Linked DNA regions of Gasterosteus aculeatus: region 2 is linked to region 1. The links are chromatin contacts, called in public Hi-C maps. All regions are on one chromosome and are shown on one strand. The core of a region is the stretch at or near the end of the contact, and the rest is flanking DNA. Distances in the headings are between cores, read along the strand shown.

The links. Hi-C and Micro-C count contacts between places; a contact is called where the count stands out from the background.
Region 2: a contact with region 1 is called in a Hi-C map of skeletal muscle, with 5 times the contacts expected there. The contact joins two enhancer-like sites. A contact is called at or near these places in 3 of 6 Hi-C or Micro-C datasets (skeletal muscle and tail fin).

Annotation. Positions count from the first base shown.
Region 1 is chr14:7,053,877-7,061,286 of fGasAcu3.hap1.1, reverse strand. No RefSeq gene overlaps it. Among protein-coding and RNA genes, the nearest start is that of LOC144388221, 15 kb to the right of the region's middle. Within about 2 kb of position 3,601, at least 3 of the 9 cell types and tissues checked have open chromatin away from gene starts, as enhancers often do.
Region 2 is chr14:7,145,199-7,152,608 of fGasAcu3.hap1.1, reverse strand. It overlaps tbx3a (T-box transcription factor 3a), which reads right to left. Exons shown (of 7, transcript XM_040198142.2): 7 at 5,536-7,388. The coding sequence ends at 6,951. Among protein-coding and RNA genes, the nearest start is that of tbx5a, 9.7 kb to the left of the region's middle. Within about 2 kb of position 4,713, at least 1 of the 9 cell types and tissues checked has open chromatin away from gene starts, as enhancers often do.

The DNA.
Region 1 (7,410 bases), core at 2,352-4,851:
CTCACACACACACACACACACACGCATTAGCTCCTCCACCCCTCCCCTTCTCGAGGTACTTTAGACAATGAGGACTTCAGTCTGAAAGCAGCAACCTTGGCCTGAAAGCAGTAGCACTGTGCTTGTGTGAGATTTTGTGGTGTGTGTGTGTGTGTGTGTGAAAAGACCCCAAAGGTGAATTTTAAGATTGCTTCACTTAAAACAAGAAAAAGAATATCTGTCAATAATTTCTGTCCTCTGTCGTCGTCTCAATTTTTTTTTCTCCACCGTTTTCAAGCCTTGTTTTTGCCTGATTGTGTGCACTTATTGATTGACAACTGGCTCCAGAGCCACTCAGGCCTCTTAAAATACCAGGCCGGGGCTTCAGGTTTCAGACCCCGGCCTCGGGCCCTGCCATTGTCTGCGTCTGGAAGGCTGGCTCCATTAGAGCCCAGCCCAGCCTGTCCCATTCAGCCTGCCTGCTTTGTGTACCTCCACCTCAGCCGCCTGACTGCTACCCACAGGGCCCCGGCAAGGTGGGGCTGACAGCGTGTCAACACTGACAAGGACATGGCAGTCGGGAGAGAGAGACAGGTAGACAGCACACAGGCCCAGGCGCCTATCGTGGCAGCCTCTCTGACTCTGCTCACTCATCTTTTGTCGCCCATGGTGTTGGCATTCTGTTCGGCTGGTTTGAAGCTTCACAAGTTCCCTATGTGGGTTGTTTGCAGAGAGCGCGCTGTCCGTCACTCCGAGCTCGTGTTCGGAAGGAGCTCACGTTACACATATCTCCCTCAAAACAAATTGTTTTTTTGGCAGATGCGATTGAATCTCCTCCAGTGTTGTATTGCAAAATCCTTTCAATTGATCAACAGGGAAAACAGTGCGTTTTTTTTCACAAAATGTTCATTGTGTGATGTAAAGATAATGCATGTATAATTTGTACAGCAACAACATGTGAGTGGAACATGTCATCTCCGCTCTACCTGACGTTTTAATCAGACTGAGTTGTTGCAGTGCCACATCCTCTGAGGCAACAGTCTCATCCGGAGAATGCATGTAATGAAATTTGCCCTAAATCACGGACATCAGGCCGGAGGTCCAAAAGGTTAAGAGGAGCGCAGGGTCAGGTCCCATATAACGCTCCCTGGGCAAAATTAAAAGGGAAAGGCTCCCTTTGTCCAAGTCGCCCTGCGGGTCAAGGAGGTCAGAAGGTTAGTGTCAGTGGGAAGGCCCGGCTCCTCCGCCCTCAAATGCAACAACCCCCCCCTCTCAAAATAAAATCAAAGAATCCGCCCTAAAAATTAGCGTTGTTTTCGATGGTCAGGGTTCAGCCGGGGGCACGCTGACACGATTCGACGTGCCTTTATTGCCGGAACAGGAAGTCCATCCCCCTAAAATCCGCACACTTTTGAGGTCAGGAGACTGCAGAAGCACCTGTGACACTATTGTCGGGGACTGCACGTGTTTGCGTATGAACGTAGACGACATGGGGACAAGAGGTTTTGGAGGAGCAAATTGGATTCACGTCAGACCTTCTGCTTATTGCTAAAGATGACAGATGCTCGCATGGGCACGGCGGGCCAGATTCAGACCGTTAACACGGTTAGCTGCTATTTGCTCACAGTGCTATTATTCTAAATGGCATTATGGTGGGATGTGTGGATGCAAGACATGATGGTGTGCTGCTGGTGATGTGTGTGGGGGTTTGTGTGTGTGCACAAGTTTTAATGTCTGCTGGTTTCAATATTGAATGGGTATACGGGCCAAATGGAAACAGTGGCAGATGATTGAGACAAATGGTGTTCAGGCCTGATGTCTCAACTGGGAGAAAGAAAGAGAGCAAAAAACGGACGCACTCTGTGTAATGACATCACGCGTGATAAATGCCACATTAGAGCTTTTGTTGCCTGCAAAGACATACTGAAACACACTTTAAATAGATAGCTAATGCTGCATAATACAAAAAGGGACATCATTTTTTGGGAAAATGTAACATATAAATCCACGTTTTCACTGATATGAATCCTCGGACAAACAAGGGTACAATCAGATAAAATAGTTTGGGTCTGGTCTTGTGTCTTCGGGGCAGATCAAGAGATGTCTGCCGTGTTTACGTGGACTGAGCCTCATTCTTCCCGTCCATTCCGAGGGCTCTCCCTCTCTGTCTCTCTTTGTGTCTGTCTGTGCCTCGCTCTCTCTTATCTGACTGTCTGCGCTTGTTGACCCTACCTGAGCCGGTTAGTCATCCTCTCCAGGCGTCACTAAGGCAATTTCTGGGATGACCATAAATCAGCTGACAGGCTCGGCTATCAGTGAGTGACACATTCAACATCCAAGCAAAGTTTAATGGTGAGCTATAAACATTTATTAGTGTACCTTTTGTGTGCATTTCTCTGCTGGAGCACCTCTTTGGAACTGTATGAGTACATTGTTATCATGCACACAGTGTTGTAGATACAGCGAGTGGAGGCAAAATGGGCCATTTGCTCACCTGAACACTTGGACCCACGTAACCTGTTGGTAGAGATCAGCGTCTGTTCAGTGGGAATTGATTTGGTCCGACTTGGTGATTAAATTGTTGTATAGTCGCGGGTCGAAAGGTACTGATAAGGAAACAGAAAGGTGTGAAGACACCGCTTTTGATAACAGAGACACGCGGCTGCATTTGTTCTGACTAGGAGAAATATAAAATAATCACAGAAATCTGTTTTTACAACACTCCCACTTTGTAAACACTGTAATCAGATAAGGGTGAAGAAACAATGTTGAGTGGTGTGGACTCCCCACCTCTTAGAACTATTAACCAGAGCTGTCAAAAGCACCTCTTACTCTAAATTTGGTTGCAAGACAAATATTTTTTTTTACAACATTTAAGTAATTCAGAATGTATATTAGGGTATTGAATAGAGTTAGGCGAAACAATGTATGAAAAAATGTTTTCAAACATTTATTCAACATTACAGTATAGTTTATTCCTTTTCCAGGGTCAAGAGGTTAAATTTGTGGATTTGTTGTCCAACATTTTTCCGAAATGGTAAAACAAAGACGGAAAAACACTCAATTTACATCAATAATAAGTCAACCGAAAGTACAGATCCATGTAAAAAAAAATCTAAAATACAACGGAAACAAATATGTTACTTTTTAACATTTTCTCAAAGGAAGAAGAATCATCAGTCCATCAGAAAACGATTCACCCGTCAGAGCCAGAGGATGAAACTCCAAACAGCCGGGATCCTGATAATGATACACAGCAATGTGAAGGGAAATATATTCCCTGTACGTGCTGTACAGTGGAGAACTTAGTGGAGTTTTGATGCTGGAGGGGGGGGGGGGGGGCAGGTGAGACCACGTGGGTTTAATTAGAGTGTCAACACCAGCACGCTGCAAACGGCTGGCTGATAAGGAGAGCAGACAGATGACAGGAGGTGTGCAAGGCCGGTTGGAGACAGTCTTATCTCGGGCGGAGAAAGACTGCAGCCGCCCTGGCTTCCTCACGCAATGGAGGGAGGGAGGGGGGGGGGGGGGGGGCGTGGGGGAGGAAGATGGGAGAGAGGTTGCGATAGGCCAATTACTTGTGAGTCATCGGCCTCTTCTTCCCATGCTTTGCAATAATCCACGCAAACTGGCACGCCGCGCCATGCCGATGTCAAAGGTTTACTCGGTTACTTGCGAGTGCTCAGTGCCACCTTGTGTTGTGGGAATGTCTCTTTATTTGCTGATTGAGGATTGGCTTGAACCCATCAAGCGTGGAGTAACCTTAAATTTGAGGGAAACCATGCCTGCTGCGTAACAAGGATGAGCACCGGCGTCTTTATTTTCAAGGTTACCTGCTGAAACGCTCCTGAATCGACCAGCGCGCTGCTTCCTTAAAAAAGACCACATTGTACGCAAAAGTATTGAAACATTTACACACCTCGAGTTCTATCCAGGTTGTTCAAGCACAATATCTGAAGGGTCAAAGGGTTAAGATGAAGAGTTTTAGGTAAAGAATGGATGAAAAGTAAATTGCGAGACAGATGTTCAGTCTGTTTTATATCTTTGCTGGAAGAAAGGCATCAGATGAGTGGATGACCATCTATTGCTGTTTGTGTATGCCAGCATTTATGGGGATATTAAGTCTGAGTGAGATATCCATAAAAGAGGAAAAAAATCCATATAGTGCCGCTGCTATGGCTGTGTGTGTGTGTTTGTGTGCGTGCGAGTGCATGCGTGTGACGTTCTGGCTCCTAGCTGTCTGCGCCTTGCTCCCCGCCGCTCACTGCACACCACATTATTTTTAACCCACTGCCTCTGAGAGGAAGCAGGAGACGCTTGGGCCTCTGAAGTCCAGCACAATGAGGAATAAGCTCACACGCACACACACACACACACAGTCACAGAGTCGCACACGTGCGCTCAAACACCTAGACGCACACACACACCGGCTTCTGACATCTGCCGACAGACACTGCTAGACACACACACACACACACACACACACCCGCACCGGTACCTGCACACTCACACGTACACACACGGACGGACGTTGCACAGTCCTTACACATTTTCCTTCAGCACCAGACATCCATCCATCCGCTCGTCACACACACACACACACACACAACAACACAGTCTCTGCCTTACCTTGCGCCCCACCCGTCCCCGCCGTGGCTGTCCCTGTAGACCCCGGATCCAGCAGGTCACCCTGGGTCAGTGGGCTGTAAATGAACTGATACTAATTACGGTAAACAGCAGCACATCAGAGTGTGCGTTCGCAGGCGCGCACACAAGAGTGGTGAAAGTTGAACGGGTTAATTCACGGAAATGGGAGGGTCGCACGTCAGCCCCGAGCGGCAATCAAGAGTGTTTAATTGTTCATGTTGATCATCTCAGGTGGGGGCTGTTTAGGCTTTAGGCCCACCATCTATTTTCTCCCTTCCTCTCCTGAACACTTAATCATCAGTGTGGGGATTAGTGTTTGGATTTGGGCGTTGTGGGCTGAGGTACCGTCTACTTTCCCCATGCGTGTGTCATTTTTGGATGACGCCACCCCCCCTGACATATGCTTGGGTGAAAGCAGTGAGCCACCTGTGGATCCGGCCCGCGATCCCTCCTCTTCTTCACCCACAGTCCCACATGACTCCACGCTGTCTAATCGACTCCACTCTCTGTAACTCACCCAATCAAACGCTCCCACGGTGCCTCACTAGGAACGCGACTGACTGACTGAGTGGTGCCTTGTAAGTGTTTAACCTCCTGCAGAGGAGACATACACACACACACACACACACACACATCAACCCAGTCACTCAGTCAAGCCAGAAAATCTGATTGACTCAACCTCTAAAGGCAGCGCCATTGAAATCAGATTACAGATGAGGGACTCCACAATTTCCAGAGCACCGCAAAAACAACCGCAATCGCTTTTGGCCTTGGGGGGAACGTCCACCTTTGCTTGCGGCGCGCGCACGTTCACCCGAAGGGAAAAGTGATCAACGGGGAAAGTGATTGCTGGGGGAAAAATTGAAGGTAATCAGGTCCAGCCCCGCTTGTCTGAATCGATGAGCGGAGCAGGTCGCAGGCCCCTCTCACGTTGCACTTTCCCGTCTGACCCCTTCGCAGCCCCTCTCTCCATTTCCCCCCGGCTTTCCCTCCAAACTCATAAATGGATGCGTTACAGTTGCACGCGTAAATGTGGGTTCCTTTAAGTGTGCGTCTCACTGCGAGCGCGTTATTGTGGCGGCCCTCAGTTCTCTCCATGAGGGCTGATGTTGACATCCTGCTTCACAGCCTGTCCAGCCGCCACAGTGTGTAGCCAAACGCCCTGAAAGTGTCTGCCACATTGTTCTCCCACTTGAAAGTCAGCAAAGCTTTGTCAGCGTCCTCTGGTGTAGTCCTTTATCGTATTCACACGCTGCGCCGTATTTTTAGCCCATCCAAGTCCGTTCCCCTTTGTTCCGGCAATTCTTGAGCAATCTTTCAGACTCCCTCTCCCCCCCTCCCCCCGCCGCCCATCCCACCCTCCCCCGCCTCCTCCATTGTATTTTTTTTTTGACAAAGGTGAAAAATGGCAGACCTGACGTGGAATTATGAAGGACCTTTCCCTTCAGGAGGGACGCGTCTGTCTGAGGAGAGGGGAGGCGGGGAACCAGACAGGCTGTGTCCATCTTGGCAACTACAGAGTGCACATCATGGATCCGAATGTTGCATGCAGATAACATGCTTGACATTTCTCCGTTGATATGGGTTTTTTTTTTTAAACTAAATTCACATAAGCATAGTTCTGTTTGGGCTCCATCTAATGGAAAAGTTGAACCTTTTGAACAGATTCATTTGTTCTTTTCAGATGAATGAGAAGACGCAAAACCAAAGTGTAAAACAACACAAGTTAACAGGCGCTGTGTTACATTTGGACGGAGCCAGGCTACCTGTTTTTCACCCATTTCCTCTCTTTGTGCCAAATCAAATTGGTATAATTGGTGTACAGACAAACGAGTCGTATCAATCTTCTCATCTCAACTCTTGGCAAGAAACTGAATCAGTATATTTACCAAAATGTCAAACTTCTCCCTAAATCAAGGACGCCGAATGACTGTTGTTGGCATGGACACTGGCAGCCTTTACCGTCGCATTAAACAAATATTCAGTTAGGTAAGTGGACTGTCAGGAAATATATATACAATGAACACAATCTACGGAACCACTATTCACCCGAAATAATTCAGACACTCAAGCAGCAAATCTCTGGTCCGAGGTTCACCCCAAACTGCCTAACAACAACCTGGTTGAAAAAATATCTGACCTGTTTCTTTTACTTTAATCTACTTAAAGCGGGATGTATTCGATTCATCTGGGTTTTATACCACGCTACTCATGAAAGTGCATTAAAAAGTTCAGCACCGCCAAATACGCGTTGTTGCTAGGATTTAATACACACCAGGTCCATGTCAGGCCTGTGTTTTCTCAAACAACTAGCATACATGTATGGTGACAAAAACTACCATTGTGAAAGTGGCACGCAACGACGTGGCAAACCATTAAAGAAGCACTGGATCTCGGCCTATGAGCAGCCAACCTGCCCAATTAGAGAATGCGTTAGTGCTGTTTAAAAGCTGTCAATGTTTTTCTTGCACATGTGTACGGGTATTTGTCCGCAGGCATCAGAGTGTGCTGGTCGGCTTCTTCTGCACATCTGTGTGTGCAGAGTAACAGATATAGCCAGATACGTTCCATAGAGAGCATTTCACTCAAAGGCTTGATTTTTATTTCTTTAGTTAGCCATGGTCCTGTCTTGAGCTAAAGAAAGGGAAAAGGGGGTGTGGGGCACGGAACACGGTGGGAGTAGAGCCACTTCTTCAACAATCCATGTTACAGCGACCGTGTTTCATTTCCTGGTGCCTGCCTTGGTTCCCCTTAAATAGCATTACCTGTTGAAGCCAGTTAAAT
Region 2 (7,410 bases), core at 3,464-5,963, 90 kb before region 1:
ACCTGGCAAAGTGATATCGAGTTCCACGCAGAACGGCGGCTCCAACGGCCAAAGCTGCTGTCAAACGTCCCAACTCGAAAGAACTGCGCCGGCGTGCGTTTGGGCGGATCGCTCCAATGCCCCACCAAGGTCATCACGTGTGAATGCATGTTCGCTCTTTACGATTTCTGCAATTTCCACAAACGTACTTTTAAATAAAAGCACATGCATCTGGCGGGAATTTGCCAGCGCGCTGGTGCGTGCGTCCGTCTGTGTTTGTGGTGAGCCTTCCTTCTCATCTGCCAGCCAACGGTTGTGTATGAAGTGCGGCTGATGGTGGAGACGATTAGGTCTGTGAAGAGAAAGAAGGCTGTCTTCTCCTCTTCCCCACAGCTCATTTAAACGTCCGGCTGATGGTAGAGATTAAAAGTCCCCGCTCAGAACTGGGGATTCTGCGGCTGGTCCTGCGCTGCTATTGAAGAAACTCGAATGAGTGAAGAGCATGTAAAGAACCCATTTAGTGGAAGACGGCGGAGAAGCAGATGGTTTGCGTGTGCAAACAATGCATCATGCCTCACACGATATGTACCAAACATGTGGCCTGCTTTTCTTACACACCCGGTTACCTTTTAGGGTTTGTAGATGTCAGGTATACGCGATATCCTAAAGCTTTTTGGATAGGTTTCTGAAATGAATTCAGGGCATACCTTTGAGCCGCGATTGCCTGCACGCAGCTTACAACATGAAGGGTTTCGCTGGTTAGCGGCTGGCGCGCTCACATTGCTGTCAGCGTTAACCCGAGGACAGACGGTGGGCCAGGAGGACCTTATCGGCGGAAACCAAACTACCAGAAATAGACTTGCCTGGTAGTTTCATGCGCTTTGAGCCCCATTGTTTCAGTGCTTTTACTGCACACTCCGTAAATGGAGAAAATATGTCAACAATTGACATTATTAATTGATCAGATTTAATTATTTCTTACTCTCTGGTGTTATTAGCTGTGCATACAACCGGTGTATTAATCAGTAATCTGAATAGATTGAACTACCTAACAGTATATCAGCACAACCGTGAACAGCGGTAAAAAGCGTAAAACGTAATTTGCACAACAAATGAAATGCACAATGTGTACTTTTACTTTTCACACTTAAGCTACATTTAGCTGATATTATGTATCATACACAGTTTTTTGCTCAAGTAGAGGAAGCAAGACTGACTTGGATGGAAGACTGAGGGATAGTCAGGAATGAGGTGAGTCTGCCAAAGAGAGCTGCACGAACGAACCGTTTAAAGCAGAAGGCATTTAGCCAAAGGGAATCCGTGGACTGACTGCAGACTGTTTTGCATCTTAACTCCATTTTCGGTATTTTTGATGTGGCCCAACTGCCGTCTTTTTTTTGTCAAAGACAACAAAATGTTCCCACTGCAATGTGATGCAGGTTTAACAACAGATTCTTGCACTATCTTGTCCTTCAGCAAGCCATAACACACCTCATGTGCTCCGGGGTTGGGCTTTGCCGCTGCGTAGAATGAGAGCTGACAGCAATAGAAATGGATAATTTCATTGACTGACAGGTAGGCATGTCGGTGAGCTGCAAATGCCTCAGAACAATGAAACTTTATCCTTGCAAGTGATATTCTGAGCTGCACCTTTTCAAAACACAGAAGTATGGTTTCCTCCTCCCGGGCTTGTTGCAAACAAGTAATGATAGTTTCATTCTCCGAGGTCTTTGAAACGATTAAGCCTTGTTATCACCTTTCCGTTTGATGTTTTAGTCCTGACACACAGGCTGCTCTTTTTTTCTTCGAGCGACATCTTGCACAACGTTAAGCACGGACACATCTTGCCTTCAGTTGTCATTTTAGCATAGCAGATATCATTTTCCACTTTTTCATGCTCGTGGCACACACCATAAATAAATCACGTCCAGTTAGTTAAACTATGCACTGAGCTTTTTCAAATTCCAATGCCAGATGAAAGTTCAGAAACATTGACGATCACAATAATAATCATTTTATATCTTAATAATATAAACATTTACAAAAATAGTTATGTAACACACTTTGATTACATTAAAACAGTAGAATAAGTGTAAGCTCAATTTGATGTCCGTAAATAGGTAGTTACATTTTAATACAGGGTTTGACATTGCTGTTTTAAAATAGAGTATCTTAAGATTGGCATCTATGCATAAATTAATTTTTTAGGAGTTTTTAAGTAGTTATTTTATTATTATGATTTTCTATGAAATCAAGAGGAGTCTATCGGTTACATATTAGACCACAACTGCACGTCTTATGGAGTTCAAGCCCTCTAGTTTCCTTCCTAAAGTGATCCTTGTTTCGAACCGGCAGCCTAATAAAAAGAGGATCAATTAAACCGGAATATACTCGCTGCTGCTTTCACTCAGTGGCGGTCAAAGGAATTATTGACCTGGTTGCCAAACAGCTACTGAAAAAAGGAATTGTTTTTGTAGTAATATTATTTGGACACTAGAGTGCGCTGCTACTTTGTATAAGAGCAAGCTGCCATGACAATGAACGGAATTCACATTGATTTAAGGCAACAGAAAAAGCACCCTGAAATAGAAAATCCTTACTCTTTTTGGGATTGTCAGCTGCAAGATTCTTTTTCATGATCATGTCGCAGAAAAACTGATGGATTGGCTTTTCTCCCCCCGTGGAAGAGCATCTGATTGCTGATTTTGGAGAATGTTTCTTTACCACAGCACAACCAACGGATCCTTTAGTGCATTTGTATCCTGGGCTGATTGTTTAAAGAAAACCAATTTAGTGATCCCAGAATCTTACTGGGACCAATTAAAATATTTTTGGAACGATCAAATTATATCGGCCATATTTCAAAAATCCAAATAGTTTCTTTCATGACCACATGAATGCATTTGCAAGGTGGCTTTTAACTGTCACCCAGCAGCTATATCATAAACACAGCCTTTCTTGTTGGCCTATGTTGACTAGACTAATGTTGCTCTAAACTAACTGCACTCTTTCATTAATGAAATAAACAGCACTGTAATTACCATCAAACATTGCTTGGATTTACTTGTTTACTGTTATTTTTCTCAATGCAGTCCAAGTCAGCTGTTACAAAACTGTTCCGTTGTTATGCCAGTTTATAACAGATTAGAGAACCTCAAGACATTCCAGACTTTTAAATCTTTGTCTTTTAAATCTTAGAAATGGAATTGATTCATTGTTTAAACACAATCTAGAGTCAGTTACATGACTAAAATGTGGTCATCTTAAGGCTAATATTTCTAGCTACAACCCGTTGAAGTCAACATCTAAATCAGAGAGCTACGAACATCTCACTTTCCGACAGATACGTACACCCAAATGTAATTTATGATCCACTCAGCAACATCTCAAATCATCAGAAATCATGTAGAAACACATTCTTGGAATGCAGCTTGATAGATTGTCACGTCTGCTTTCTGCAGGCCTTCTTCAACTGCCACCACGACAGAGATGGAGTTAATAACACAGTCAGGGTTATTAATTGGTTGTGTGAAGTCTGTTTAATTTTACATTTTGATTTGGATTCTATATGGGTGTTTATAATTTGGGTTTAACTCTCAAAGTGCTTGGGCTCATCTTTTCTTTGGTCTGACATATGTTCATTTTTTCTCTTTTTAAAACACTGAATAGTTTAGTAAATCAACGACCCAACGTTCGGACACACTAACAAATTAAAATTATTAACAAATTATTTAACAAATTATACATTTGTTAAATCCGCTGATTTTTCATGATGCATAAATTAAAAAATCCCTTTAAAAAAAACAGGGCCTGGGCCATTCAGGGCGGTGAAGCTTAGAAGAGAAACACTGCTGCACAGTTCCCGTTTCTTCCAATCCCCCATGATTCGTGGCCGCTGGATGGCGCTGGTGCCTCGCGATGTTAATCAAAGCAACGTGTTAAACAGGCTGCTCGGTCCAACATTCAAAATCCAGCCTCTTGGGTGGAGGCCGAGGAAGGAGACAATCTCTTCCACGGCCAAGCTGCCGATCCTCGCCGTGAATGCGTTGCACGTGGAAGGCCGTATTGAGTCGGACTCTGCGGGGGGAGCAGAGGTCAACACTTTGAAGCAGCGCACACTGGAGAGGAAACAACGGGCAGGCAAAATAAACACAATGAAGGTGCACACATCAAACTGTTAAGCTGTCAAGGTTGACCTTATAGACGCATGTTAGCAATAACTGAAATATATTAAATGACACACAAGATGTTTTTTTTCCTTTGGTTAAGAATTACTTAATTTCAGTTTTATCTTCGGTTTCTTCTTTCAAATAATTGTATTTCCTTTTGTCATAACTTCCTACCCTGAAATCAGACACAGGGATGTTGGCCAGCCTCAGTTTTCTTGAAACGATTCAGTTTTTTGGGCCTCACTTTGTACGGAACATCCACACGCTTCTGTTTTATTCATTCCGTTCTTTATTGATCATTTTTCCACTGCACATTAAACACGTTTGCAGTAGCTGCGCGACCAGGTTCCACGAAGTCTTTATGAATGACCTCTCTGCACAGTTCCCGCCCCGGGACGTGTCCTTTTCTCGCGTGTTATTGCCGTGCGGTTAAACAAACCCGTGGGTTGGGGTTGTTGTCGCCGCTTGGGGGCGTCGTGTCTGCGGTTTGATTACAGACGCGTTGTCGCCTTCCGTGCAATAAACTGGTGAGATACGCTCATCGGGGGGGCGCCAGGTGAGCAATAAGAGGCACCAATTGAGACAGCGTGTGTCACGTTCGCACCCATTCACCAGCGCCGCGCTCGCTACACATTAACCAGACGATATACAAATAAAGATATGCTGTTGATAAACTCTGCGGCACGAGGTGCAATAGAGAGGGCCATCAATGAGGGTGGAGGGGGGGCGGGGGGGGGGGGGGGGTAGTCTTTCACTCCGGCCCGAAGCGTCGCGTCGATGCAGCCACTTCAGAAACGTCAGATTAATCCAGAGGCCTCCCGTGATGTGATGTCACACTACAGAACATTTAAACCATCGTAACTGATGCATGCATGTCTGCCTGCATGCAGGCAGGCATGCATGCAGGCATGCAATAGAGAGGCATGCAGGCAGGCAGGCAGGCAAGGAGGGTTTGGTTGGACTCAAATTTCTACGCGATGAATCACATTCATCAGAGGATTCAGCCGCACGGGCAAAATCGCCATTCGTTCTTGGGAATACGTTCTAATTAGGGTGTTAATTCTTAGTTCTTGTTTGTTATTACAACGCTACATGTTCTACAGGTAAAATGCCCTGCAAGGAGAGCATTAACACTAAATATCATTAACACTATAGAGCGCGGCTCCTTGTCCAGGTAGGGATCCTGCAGGTATGATCTCGGGCTTCGCTTCGCCCTGAGTATAATCTGATCTGGACTTTTTATCAGACTTTTTTTTGTGTGAAGTGCCTCCCATAACCGAGAAGAAACATTTGTCTCGTCCGACGTCAGCCTCCATCAGCTGACTATACATTTGCTAAGACCATTTCTTTAATTCTCATCTAAAGCGAGGGAGACACACTAAGAAAGGGCATTTCAATATTTTATTGAAACTTTCAAGAACACGATGTCGATGTTGTCAACCAGACATAACTCTAATACAACATAACCCATTGAGAAACACAAATAAAGACCTTCATATTTTCGATTATGCGGCACTTGTACGATCAGGTTCGCAAAGTATTTTTTAATGACAGGAAAAAGAAATAGTCCACTTTTATCACACTTCAACGACGCTTCTTTTGCTCTTCTCAAGAAAAGAAAAAGGCGTGTTTTTTCTCAAGCCATTGGTGCAGTGCGTTGTCGCGTTTCCATCCGTTTTTAAACAGTAGCACTTCACACACATGGGACAACAAATGAAAATACAATGGCACATTAGTGTGAATAACTACCTCAATGGATATTTGGGGAGGAGTAAAGTCCATATTTTAAGATGGGTATAAATGAAGATGGCAACAAAGGGATAATAGCCCACAAATCTTTACACAGGTATATCGACAATAAATTAAGAACAGGGTCCTAGAAACAAACTACTCCGTTGTATTTACACGCAATAACAATATGAAATAATTACATAAATATTTTATATATCCCTATGTACACCTTTTTAATCAATACTACCTTTTATTGTTTTCATATTTAAATTTCTGCTTCCCTTTGCCTGTTGGACATTTGGGCTGAGTTCCGCATGCTTGGGCCATAGCTTATCCCGGAGCACCAGTCATGTCAAAGGCTAAGTTCTGATTTTAAAAAGGCATGAAGAAAAATAAATTGTGTTACAATTGATAACCTAATTAAGACAAAAAAATAAGCAAAGGGAGTGTGTTAATTATATCCATAACTGAATATTTTTCATACTTTTCTTTCCATTTTTAGTGTTAAAATAACATTCATTTGGGGATTTTGGGGGCATGCAACATTTGGCCAATCGATCAGTTAATAGTGTACAACAAAATACAGCAGTCTTTATAAGGTAGGTTAAACGGTAGTGAATTCAAATAAGTAATCAATTCAGAGTGCATATTAAAACACATTTCTCCTCGTGTAAAATAAAGTTAAGAGACGGGACCCAGCAGCAACTTCTCCCAAATCTGCAAGTCACACCCATGCCAACGTTTCAGTTTCAATACTTGTACGGTATTCAAATGACAGGATAAAAGTGTTGTTTAAATTAACAAACAAATAATAAGAAAAAATATACATATCAGATGCGTGTTAACCAAAGTGCATTTCAGAAACTAAAACGACCAACAGTTCGTGTTTGTTTGTTTTTTCTTTTCTTTTTAAAAACCTGCATGGATCTACGAGGGTGTCCTCCAACTGTGTCCGTCTCCATCACCGACAGCATTTTTTCTCTCCACTTTTCATGACAACAATGAGACGAGAAGCAGGTGGTGTGTTTAAAAAAAAAGAGGAAAATGGGTTCTCTTCCTCTTCCTCCTCCTTTAGGGGGACCCGCTGCGTGCCCTGTCCTGACTCGAGTCGAGCCCGCTGACCAGCCGCTGGATGCTCTGCAGCTCGTTCGCCGCGTCTTTCTCCGGGCAAGTCTTTGGCGACATGGCGACCGAGTGGCCGGTCACCTCCGACGTGGAATCCAAGGTGACCCCGGACGCCGGGCTGGCCGGCACGACGCCGTCTCCTCCCTTCGGCTCGGTCCCGCTGCCGCCCACGTTGGGCATCGCGGTGGTGAGCAAGGTGCTGTCCGGCACCGTCATGGGGAGGGAGTAAGGGCTGTACCTGAGTCGGGGACGCACTGCGTTCAGGAAAGGGTGCCGGTGCGCCGCGGAGGAGGCGGCGGCGGCGGCGGAGGAGGCTGCCGCCGCGGCGGCCATGTACGTGTACGGGTAAGGGAACAGGCTTCCGAACGGAGACATGGCGAGGCCCTGCGGAGGAAACGGAGAAGCG